Linked DNA regions of Sus scrofa: region 1 is linked to region 2. A link is a contact called in public HiChIP or PLAC-seq data. All regions are on one chromosome and are shown on one strand. The core of a region is the stretch at or near the end of the contact, and the rest is flanking DNA. Distances in the headings are between cores, read along the strand shown.

Evidence for each region. HiChIP or PLAC-seq counts read pairs in DNA pulled down with a chosen protein or histone mark.
Region 1: an H3K27ac HiChIP or PLAC-seq map of alveolar macrophages shows a contact between it and region 2. The contact joins the promoter of SLC16A6 here to the enhancer-like site in region 2. A contact is called at or near these places in 6 of 47 Hi-C or Micro-C datasets (alveolar macrophages, blood, embryonic fibroblasts and 2 more) and 2 of 2 datasets of contacts at active chromatin or transcription factors (alveolar macrophages and skeletal muscle).

What each region holds. Positions count from the first base shown.
Region 1 is chr12:11,855,240-11,861,296 of Sscrofa11.1, forward strand. SLC16A6 (monocarboxylate transporter 7) reads left to right here and starts at 2,593. Exons shown (of 6, transcript XM_013989910.2): 1 at 2,593-2,955. The region is part of intron 1 of ARSG (arylsulfatase G); the gene reads right to left.
Region 2 is chr12:11,760,551-11,765,810 of Sscrofa11.1, forward strand. It overlaps ARSG (arylsulfatase G), which reads right to left. Exons shown (of 12, transcript XM_021066718.1): 11 at 355-445. Among named protein-coding and RNA genes, the nearest start is that of WIPI1, 48 kb to the left of the region's middle. Within about 2 kb of position 3,836, at least 33 of the 83 cell types and tissues checked have an H3K27ac peak or open chromatin away from gene starts, as enhancers often do. A contact at or near this core is called in alveolar macrophages, fetal liver, liver and 1 more, where this site is marked.

The DNA.
Region 1 (6,057 bases), core at 1,343-3,842, 93 kb after region 2:
TATTGTTATTATTATGACAGTTACAGCCCCCCCATCCCCCACCCAAACAGCTAGTCATTTCACTTGGTCAAATACTCAGATGTGACTTTCCCACTCATTCCCCCCTGGGGCTTTCTATACCGTTTGTCTAATTTTTAAAACCAAGAAGTTGAAGCACCAAGATCTTCATTCAGTTATAAAAATACAGGGGCCGCACCCCCCAGGTTCCCAAGCAGGGCTCAATACAGCATGTGCCGTGTCCCTTTAAATATGGATGGATTTCCACACTCAGTGTAGAGACAGGTCCTAATGCACTGCAAGATCCTAAACATCAAAGATAAATATCAGGAGTTCCCATCGTGGCACAGCGGAAACGAATCCAACTAGGAACCATGAGGTTGCAGGTTCGATCCCTGGCCTCGCTCAGAGGGTTAAGGATCCGGCATTGCTGTGAGCTGTGGTGTAGGTCACAGACACAGCTCGGATCTGGCGTTGCTGTGGCTCTGGCATAGGCTGGCAGGAACAGCTCTGATTAGACCCCCCCTAGCCTGGGAACCTCCATATGACCCAGGTGCGGCCCAAAAAAGACAAAAAGACCAAAGAAAAAAAAAAAAGATATCAAAGATTACATTTACAGTCATTCCTATTTTAGCATTAAGTGCTCTCATGCTGGTGGTTAAAATCAGTTTCTCAGTATCATTAGGGATGGATTCATCCCTCCAAGAACAGTTCAAAAAAGGATCATGGAGTTCCCGTCATGGCTCAGTGGCTATTGAATCCGTCTAGGAACCATGAGGTTGTGGGTTCGATTCCTGGCCTTGCTCAGTGGGTTAAGGATCCCGCGTTGCTGTGAGTTGTGGTGTGGGTGGCAGACACAGCTCGGATCCCGAGTTGCTGCGGCTGTGGTGTAGGCCAGCGGCTACAGCTTCGATTAGACCCCTAGCCAGGGAACCTCCATATGCCGCGGGTGCAGCCCCACAAAAGACAAAAAAAAAAAAAAAAAAGGATCATGTCCAGAGACCGCTGGAGTCAGCTACTGGACTTGCTAAGCCATAAACAGCAAGAACAATAAGAGCTAAAGCCTAGTGAAGGTTTACCTTATGGCAGGCAATGCGATCTCTACTTTACCGGCCTCACAAATTAAACCTTTCGATTCTGGGAATGTCAGGACTGTCCGCATTTGATAGATTTGGAAATTGACGCTCCAGGAAGTTAGGTCACTCGGGCAAGGTCCCCGGAGTTAATCAGTGGTCCAGGCTGTACAGTGCTGGTCGTTACCCAAGCACTTGGTGCCAACATACCTGCTCCCCTAACCCAGGCCAGCCTTAACAACACAGCATGGCATTTAACTCAGAGACTCTAGCGCAAACTCGTAAGAGAAATCAGGCAGCGACTGCAAAGGGATTTTTATTGATTCAGATCATCGTCCTGGTGACGACCCTCCGTGCCCGCACTCCCAAACCAGGCGTTCTTGAGTTTCTGATTTCAGAAGCACATTCTCCAAACCCCAATGAAGGGAGCAGCCGATGCCGAAGTCGGCAGGGGTTATGTGGAGAATGAGGCTTTTGCTTCAGAGCAGGTCTTAAACAGGCCCTGAGGGTGGGAGGTGGGCACCGGCAAGCTGAGTCTGCGCCCCCGAGGACTCCGAAATGCCTGGGACCCGACACACTGCTTGGTTCCCTTGACGAGCTCATAACTGAGTTGTCCCGTGCATCACCTGCTGAGTTCACGGTGACCTTGGGGTCCGGGACTACAGGACGAGGGGCATGTGCCCCCTCAACGTCCTGGTCCCTCTCGTGAAGGAGCGCCCCGCGAGTTAGGCAGCTGTGCACCTGTGTGGACTTCGCCTCCCGCCTGGCGGGCAGGAAGCGCGCGCGCGCCGGGCCGGGGATGCTGACTCAGCCCGGCCGCTCACACACATCCCTTTCGCGCAACGCGATGCTGTTGCTGTTGCAGCAAAGGGGGGAAGGCAAAGCACCCGTGGTAGCCGGGCGGCTCACTCGCTGGGGCCCACTGCGACACTCCCTCACCCCACCCCACCCCGCCAAGGGGAACAGCAGGGGTGCGCGAGTTGACGAAATCGGGGGAAGTGGGCGCTGGAGGAGGAACTCGGGGTCCGCGGCGCCGCGCGCGCAGCTCACACCCAAACTGGAAGGAACCTGTTCCGCCCGGGGCGGGCGCGGAGCGGCCGCAACGGCGAGCCCAAACCCTCTGGGCGCGGGCGCGATCGGGGCTAAGCCTGGGGTGCGCCCGGGCCTGCGAGAAGGGAGGCGGCTCCGGGGGACCCCGCTCGCCCGGCCAGAAGTGCCCGCGCCAGCACTCCCGGCTTACAGTGCAGCCGAGCGCCCGGCTTACAGTCCAGCCAGGCGCGCAGAGATGCGCGGAGCTGGAGAGGGCTGGGGGCGGCGTGCGCGGGCTCCCGGCGGCGAGGGCGGGAGCAGTCCCGGGAGACCCCGTGGCAGGCAGGTCTAGGACAGCGACGCAGTTACCTTCCGTGACCCTCAGCCCCGGCTCTGGGCGCGCGCGTGCCCGACACGGCCTCGTCCACGTGGGCCGGCGCGCGCACGCCAGGCCGGCCCCCTCGGCGGCGCTCCGCGCTCGCAGCACATGGTCGGCGGCGCGCCCCCGAGGCCGGCGGAGACCGGCTACAGCCGGTATAGGATAAGAGATAGGCAGCAACGCGGGGCCGGGGCGCGGGCAGCAGCACGCACGGCCGGGGCGCAGGCGGCTGGGGAGGGGGGCGGGGGGGCGCGGCCAGGGTGCCCCAGGAGCAGGAGCGGGTGGGGGCCCGGGGCCCGGGCGCGGTGGGCCGGGCGCCGGGTGCTCACCCACCCGAGCCAACTTGCCATAGGCTCGGGCCCACGCCCTAAGGGGTTAATCCTTTCTCATGTTCCCGAGCGGCTTATAAGGAGGGGGAGGCCAAGCCTCCGCCTTATTGGGAGCCTTTTGGGGTTTATTCTCTTCCCTTCTAACTTGGTGAGTTGGTTTTATGATTTTACATGTTTAAAAGTTTGATGGTGGGGTGTGGGTGTTTTTTTTTTTAATCTGTGTTGGGAGCTTTTTTTTTGAGGGGGGTCGTTGGAGGGAGGAGGAGGAAACCACTTAACAGCTTAACATTTTGGAGAGGTTATTCCTAATAATCTTCTCTCTGACAGTTGGGAATGGTCAGGGCCACCGGGATGACGCGCTGTAGCCAGTGTGGGCAGCCTGGAGTTGCATGTCGGTGGCCCCAGTACAGCTGGGGTCCGAAAACTACCTAAAGGCAGCTTTGGTCTCTGAGTGCCCCCGTCCCGGTTAGGGGCTCCGGGCCGTCGGGCGAGTCCCCGCCGCCGCGCTCGGCCCCCAGCATGGATTTTCCGCATGAAGTTGCCTGCGCGTCACAAGAGCGAAATGTCAGAGGTACCTTCCCCAGGCTCGCGCGCGCACGCAGGGCGGCCACGGCGGCAGCGCGAGGGAAAGTGGGGTTCCCGGTCTCCCCCTACCCGACAGACACACACCCGGGGCGGCCGACGGAAAGGCAGCGATTTCCCTGCAGAGAGCAGGTTGTCAACCTTGACCGTCAGTCAGAGCTGTCAGTGGCTGACGGCTGGTCCCGCTCAACTTCCAAGGTTCCGCGGCTGCGGACCACAGGAAAGCGCCCGTGTAGCGGAGCCGTTCTATAACCGGGGAGGATGGTTTTACCGAGGAAATGGGTTATTTCCTTCTTCTTTTTTTTTTTTTTTTTTTGTTTCCTTGCTTCTTAAAAAAAAAAAACCAAAAACCCACGACCTTCCCCCACCACCCCCATCAGACAGGTGATAGAAGTTTGTTAAGTGGCACGTTAAATGAATGTCACCAAACCAAGGGGCGCTAGTCTTAGGAAAAGCTCCCCGGAGCCAACTGGGGAAGAGCAATTACAACTTGTCAACCTGGAAGCTGGTTTTGTTTGCAGTTATAGACGTGCCAGCTCTTTCTTGAAGGAGACGGTTTCTACCCTGGGAATGAGATTTCTCAGTTATTATTTTTTCGCATCCTAGTCAATGGAGGGTCTGGTTTGCAAAAAAAAAAAAAAAAAAAATGACCAAGTGCTATGCAGAAATCGCTAAGTGCTGCATCTCCTCTTGTCCCAAGCACCAGTAGGTGGCATTTGGGGGGCCCATATGACATCCTGCCTGGTGAATATAGAAATACCTCTTCTCATAATTAAGGGAAGAGTGTCCAAGATAGAAAGTTACAGTATGTAAATAAACAACGCAGCCAAGTGGAAAAGCTCCTTCTGTCTTAATGAGTACCACTAACCCGGAGTTTTCCTCTGTGGTTTCCCAAAAAGGATGTTCCTCAGTGGAACTCCTGAGCAGGACACTTAAATTAGGGGCTCAGGTTTCAACATTAGGATCTTGTAAAAATGGGTGAAATGCCTCTATCGGATGATTCAAAGCTGCTGAGGGCCGCTATCCAGGTTAGGTTTTGGGGTTTTTTTTTTGTTTGTTTGCTTGTTTGTTTGTTTTTTGGAAAGAGAGAATTGAAATGAACTTCACCTAAATACAGACTGGTTTTGACAACTATGGCTGGAAACAGCTTGTCGGAAGCTGTTCTCCAGGCTACGCCTTTAAGAAGAATGGAGATTGGCAGTGCGTTGGCTGAGGCTTTGCTTACAGCCGCAGCCATCACCACTTCCATCCAAAGCCTGCATTTTGAACTTTGCTCTGAACTGACCCTAGAGTAACACTCGGATGGTCTCTAATAGCCCGATATTTTGCATTCTTCATGCCTCCAGGGCAAAGTTTTTCTCAACAAATCAAATCACAGTGAAATTCCCAGATTAGAGCAAATTTCCAAGCCTTGGCCGAATATTCATTTATTTAAGATTAGACAACCAAATGCTCATAGGAAATATTCCAAACTGCCCAGTGTATTGTCATTACGTTTCCTTTGGGAGACCATTAAGGTGAAGTCTGCCAGGAACCCCTGTTCAGAATCACAGCATTTTACCCTCAAGACCACGGAATTTCAACCCTGCATTTACAGAAGACGACATTGAGGAATTCAGTCATTTTCCCAAGATCATACAGCCAGTTAATGGCAACGAGAAATTCAACAAATAATGCATGAGGGCCTCATGAAGACAGACCTGTGGGCCTTTCGTCAAAGGCCTCACCATGAATTGAGAAAGATGAAAGGGTACCTTAGAGCAAGTCAGAGTTCAAAGGCTATCAGAGAAATGTAGATTTTTTAGGGCAGGAAGAGATTAACCCAGTCAGGTTCAATGCCCCTGCTCATCCCTTGGTGACACTGAAAGTCAAGGAGCAGAGTGATTCTTATGAGGTCACAGGGGCACCCAGCTTACTTCACTAGCCCTGTCCCCACACCGTAAACCAATATCCCTTCCCATGAGATAAATTCTCTTGCCTCCTAAAACCAAAAGATATTTCCATATTCTGGAATTCAGAGCCTTCTAAGCCATAGGCCTTAGTTGCCTGCTTTGTTTGCAGAGGCTGACGTTTGTTAAGTCAGCTGGCCTGCTGGATGAATGGAAAGTCCAGAGAAGGCTTTACTCTGCGAGCAGGGACTTCCTCAGTGGGTTCTGCCATGCTAGAGCCATGCGCTTCTTCAGGGGCGCCCCAAGACTCATCCTGTGTTCAGTGAACTTTCATTGAGCACGTACTATATGCCAAACACTCTCCCCAGCACTGGGTCTAGAAAGAGCGGCGGACTGCCCTGTGTACAAAGTGTTCTCAACCACAGGCTCTAGAAACCAGGTTATTCTATTATTATTCTGTACTGTGCTCTTCAAAGCTAAGCATCCTAGGGCACAGGATGCTTTAGGGTGATGAAGGCACAAACTTTGGAATACCAATGGATTGGGCGGGGTCATTTTTTCTTTATGATGTTCCCAGGAATAACAAAAAAGCTGTCCTCCCAAAACCAAAGAATGCAGGTGGAAGTTATATTTGCATCTAGCTTCGGGGGACCAGCATAGATGGAAAGCAAAGTTTAAAAAGGGGGGGGGGGAATTAAACACCCAGAAGGAGCTCAGAGAGTAAACAGAAGTAGAGTCATCAGCCAGCCACCACCTCCTAGCCAGCTGTCAGAGATCAG
Region 2 (5,260 bases), core at 2,586-5,085:
TCTGAGCTTCCATTTAATGTTCAGCCAAACTGGCATTGAAAGCACAACAACGAGCTGAAACATTCTTCCTGTGAAAAGGGCTGTAAATGTGCTGGTCTCGCTCTGAGCTTTTGCTGGAAATCCAGGCGGGCTCTGAGCTTGCTGGAAATCCAGGCAGAAAGACCTTGTGTGCGTATTTGCGGGTGCAGAGGGCCTGCCGGGCCCTCGGGTGCTGAGCCCTTCTGCTGGGCTAGGGTTTGGGGGTGGCACCATCAGAGATGCTGAGAGGAGAAGGAGAACAGCCCACTGTCATTCCTGGAGGCCTGGGTGAGAGTCCAGGGGCGCGGGGCAGGGGAGGGGTGCTCACGAACTCACCAGTGACATAGAAGGCCTTGTACCGCTCCAGGCGCACGGTCTCAAGGGCTCCATCCTCTCCGGCCGCCCCACTGTTGGGGTGAAACAGCACCTGAGAAAGGGTGACAGGGCCTACGAGTAAGGAAATCTTGCTAGACTTGTGGTTGCCAAGGGGGAGGGGGAGAGGGGAGGGAGAGGGATGCACAGGGAGTCTGGGGTGAGTAGATGCAAGCTATTCCATGTAGAATGGCTAAGCAATGAGGTCCTGCTGTACAGCACAGGGAACTCGATCCAATCCCTCGTAACAGAACATGATGGAAGAGACTGTGCGGAAAAGAATGTCTGTGTATGTGTGACTGGGTCACTTTGCTGTACAGCAGGAACTGACAGAACTCTGTCATTCAATTATAATTTAAACAATTAACAAAACAAAACAAAACACAAAAAAACTCTGCTAGGTGCTCCCTGGACAGCATTCCTTTCTTTGTCATGGTCCCTGCTCCCCATTGTTGTGGCTCTGCACATGGGAGGAAAAAGAAATTTCCAGATTCAAAGCAAGGTGTAGACAGGATTGTGTCTGTTTTTATAGCCCAAAGACAAAGGAGGGCAAGGAGTGGTGTGCCATACACCTGCGGACCTGCTGGTTGGCTGGGGAAGAATGGGGTCTTTGTATATACTTGCTGGTTGGTTGGGGGCATATAGGGGTGGGGTAAGGCGTGGGCCCCAGAGCTCTTCCAGAGGGGGCGGGGGAGACGTAGGCCAAGTTGATCAAAGGGGAGGAGGTGAGAAGTGGGCTGCCTACCTTTCCTAGTATCGGGGTAGGAAGGAGTGGGCCAAGTTGCCCTTGGGCGGGAGGGAAGGTCCTTAGGACCATTGTAACAATTACAGTGAGACAAGTGGGATGAGAAGGGTCTGATAATGCTTCTCTCCCCGGGAGGCTTTTTGAATTCCATCTCCCTGGAGAAGCCTTGAAGTCCCACCCCCATCACACCCCCAAACCCACCCCTAGCCCCGCAGCCCAGCCCCCAAACACCGACAGACACAGGCCTGGGTCCACAATCAGCCAAATGCAGGGAGTCTGTGTGAAGCAGCCCTTTGGCTAGTAAGTTAATCGGAGTGGGTTACGGCTCTGCCTGAATTCCTAGGCTCAGGACTAGCCATGGAATCTGCGGGGTCCGGTGCAAAGTGAGGGGAGAAACCGAATCCAAAAATTAAGAATTTCAAGCACATGTGCTTTAACACAAGCGCAGGGTCCTTCTCTGTGGGAGACCCTCTGTGACTGCAGAGGTCACTCACCCAGGAGGTCGCCCTGCCTGAGCCCCACCTCTCACATTCAAGAAGTGGCCTGGGAACCTGCATCTTTTAGAAATATTCCCAGGGCGTCTGATGCAAAGGGGAGGGGATCGTCAGACCTCCTGGACAAAAGGCTTCTGCACCCTCCAGTCGACTTTTTGGCTCTCACGTGAGCAAAGCTGGCATAAAAGGCATCCCTGAGAGGATGGCTCAGCATGACTGGTCCAGAACTGCGCTCAGCCTTCCCTCGGGACGCAGGTCGCCTTTGACGCGGTCCTGCTGCGCTCAGACTGTGAGAAAACCTTCTTCACCAGGGATGGAAGAATCGCCCTGCCACACGGTTAACCTAGGGCAAGGTTGGGTAGAAAACAAATGACTAGCATCCTCAGTAAGCTGGTGGATTGAGGCTGGAAGCGTGAGACCAGCCCTGGTATGAATCATGACCGATATATATCGCTGGAAAGGCGCTTATGTGATTCAAAGTTTCCATGGAGCTAAAAAAAAAAAAAAAAAAAAAAATGAGAAACATCTGTTGCAGCAGTAAACAGCTGTCCCCCCAAGTTTCCCGGCTCTGAAAGGATGCCAGTGAGGGTGGGGCTCCTCCCACACCTGCTGCTTCCGTGCTCTCGTGACAATCCTGCAAGTACACCCCCACCCCACCCCCAGTGTGATGGCAGCAGGCTTCTTCCAAACAGGAAAAGAAGTCGCAACTCAAAACCCTCACTTCTTCCAACCCTGCAGGAAGCCAAGCCTCTCACCGCAGGAGGCTGTTTTGTTTCCTTCTGGAAAGGGCAGGAAGTGGGAGACTTGGAAAAATCTATTGTCAACTGATCTATGATGTCCTCAGACACCCAGAAGATGGGAGTCAAGGTCCGCCGGTTCCAATCACAGACGTTATTTGAGTTTCAGTAACAGAAAATCCATAAGGGTGGGCTGCCACGTTCAGGATATTTATCCAGCGTTACCAGGCACCACTTCCGAAATCCAAGAGGAAGCAAAGTGGCTCACTCTCAGAAACGTGGATGGACTTTGGAAAACTTGTATATGCCTTTCTTTCCCCTTCGGGCAGACTGACTATGGCGTTCTTGTTTATATCAACATAGGAAGGAGGCTGGTGAATTTACACATGAATCACAGCTGAAGACATTTCCTCTCCAGAGGACACTCGCTCCAAATTTCAAAGATAACTTTATCTTCTGCAAACATGTTGCATCTTCTCAGTGGTCTTTCTCACCTGTTGGCTTTGTTTTGTTTTGTTTTGCTTCAAGCAGGGGGCGTCTCTTTGCGTTAGGCTGGTGTTGATGCAGCTTCCCCAGAAGCAGGGGTCTCTGACCCCAGCAGGTGGGAGCTCACGGCTCCAGTTCTCCAAAAGTGGTCAGCCACTGGCCACCACTCCGGACAGCATCTTTCACCACTAGGGGCCTCCCTTCTCCCTAAGAGAAGTGATCCGTGTTCCAGAGACTAAGCCCCAGCCTCTGTTTCCTCAAAGTACCACCTCCAGGGACTTACCGAGCATTGTAAGACCCACGTAGCCCCAGACTGGTTTGGGCTGGATGGATGCAGAGCCATTAAGGAAGCCTTTCCTTGGCTGACAATTTTCAGACTTGGCCATGGCAACCTGGGGCTGAGAGAGGACTTGACATTACAATCTCCGCCTTCTTCTGGGAGCCAGACAAGCACAAAGTAGGATACTTGGTGCCAAGCTGTGTGCCCTCCCCCGCCCGGCTCCCCTGTCCCTCCTTGCGGTATCTCTCACTGCTCGAGGTCGGCAGCAGAAGGCCAAGCAGATGCAGGAACTTGCAGCATGGTGTCTGCGGCTACTGGTTTTGAATGTCGCAGACCCCACAGCTGTAGCTGCCCACGAAGGGGGTGGTGAGAAGATCATTCAGCAGGAAACCCAGTAGCCCATTATTTGCTTGTAAACCTCTCCCAATGGGGCCTGGGGTGGGGGCGGTGAGGCTTTGCCAGAGGGTACCCGGGGCCCAGGTTGCTTTAGCTCTTCCACTTTCCGTGACTCATTTGCAAAAGAGGGAAGAACCCCGTTGCTGAGATGTATTTGCATATTGTTCTGAGATGACGATCGAGGAGTTACTTGGAGTTTCTTGAAACTGGAATGGTTTTCTAAACCCACCCTTGTTAGAATGTCACGAGCCCCGGATGTCGCCAAGAGTGAACACACGAGTTGTGTTTATTAAAGACTTACGTGTGCGTATGTATGTATACACACATGTATGGGTGTGTGTGTCTGTTATCACTCATATTTTTACCCCCTGGCCCCCCTTCATCAAATTCGATTTCCTCTCGTCTCTTTTGGGGCTGACCAGAAAAGACCAAGGGCAAATTCAGGGCCACTGGCAACCTATGCCCGCCTCTCGAGCATCTTCATTTGCATGACAGGGGTCTAGCACTCTCCAAGGCTGGACACGGCCACAGGTGCCAGCACCCAGGCGCTTTCTCTCTTGAAGATCTCGTCGGCAGCTTCTGGCAGGTGGTAAGCACGGCTGTTTCCTTCTGGGCCACGGGGTGTGGTTAGGGAGCGAATCCGCCCGAGGCCAGCTGCATCACCACCCATCATCCATCCCCACAAAAACCCCAAACGGCCTTGTGGCTTCTCTCTGGTTCTCGTACCCAGTTCCCGGGCCCAACCCCATCGGGGCCTAGACCAGTAACTGTTAAGCCCCAAAGCAGGGGCCTCCAGGCGTCTGCAGAAAGCGGCAACTTGAGAAAGAGAGCGAGCCTTCTCGCCTCGGAAAGCGGAAGTTCCGCGCCAAGGAGCTGGCTTCCACCGGGGGCCGGACAACGTCAAGGAGACCGCAGTCCCCGAAGCCCTTCCTGGTGACCCCAATTATTCTATTAGCAGCCGTGTCATAAACACTCGGGAGCACCTCTCCGCTGACGTCCTCAGTCACCCCCCAGGGTCACATACTGCACACTCGCAGCCCAGGGGCGGAAACCACCTTCCTGCTTGGCTGGGGTGCGGGAGCAGGGCTCTGCCTGGAGGGGTCCGCAGCTCGGAGGGGGTCCGAGAGGCCGGGAGGAGCAGTCCTTCTCGGGGGGCCACCCCGGGCATCGTCTGACCACCCCTAGAGCCTCCGAGGGGGCCCACTCTGCACCCGTGTGCCAGCTGCCGGGAAGGGCAGCTCCAGGAACTGCCACCGTCCGTTTGACTCACTTCCCTGTGACCCCCGGTAAAGCCAGAAATAGACCCTTTGATGTGTGGGTCCCTAACTGAGAAGCCGGGCTCACCGGGCCTTCCAGAGGGGGTTCCGGGTTCCGCAGGCCTCCTTCCCTCCTCCCACTTCCTCTTCCTTTTGGCAAAAGTAAAACACACAGAGAGACAGGGAAAGGCCATCAGGCCCGACCCTTCCTGGCTGCCGCTGCCACCGAAGGCTTCAGAGCACACGGAAGCAGGGGACACTGGGGGCTGGAGAGCCGTGCGTGTGCTCAGCCCTCTAGGAGCCAGGAAAAGTCAAGGGCAAGAGGTCTTTCATTCATTCATCCTTCATGCATTCATTCATTCAATGTGAGCTTATTGCATGCCGGCTGGATGCCAGACACTGTGTCACCTGTACTGAGAATTCCACGGCGAGAACCCTGCCCTCGGAAGCTTTCCATTCTGACGGGGGAGCCCCAC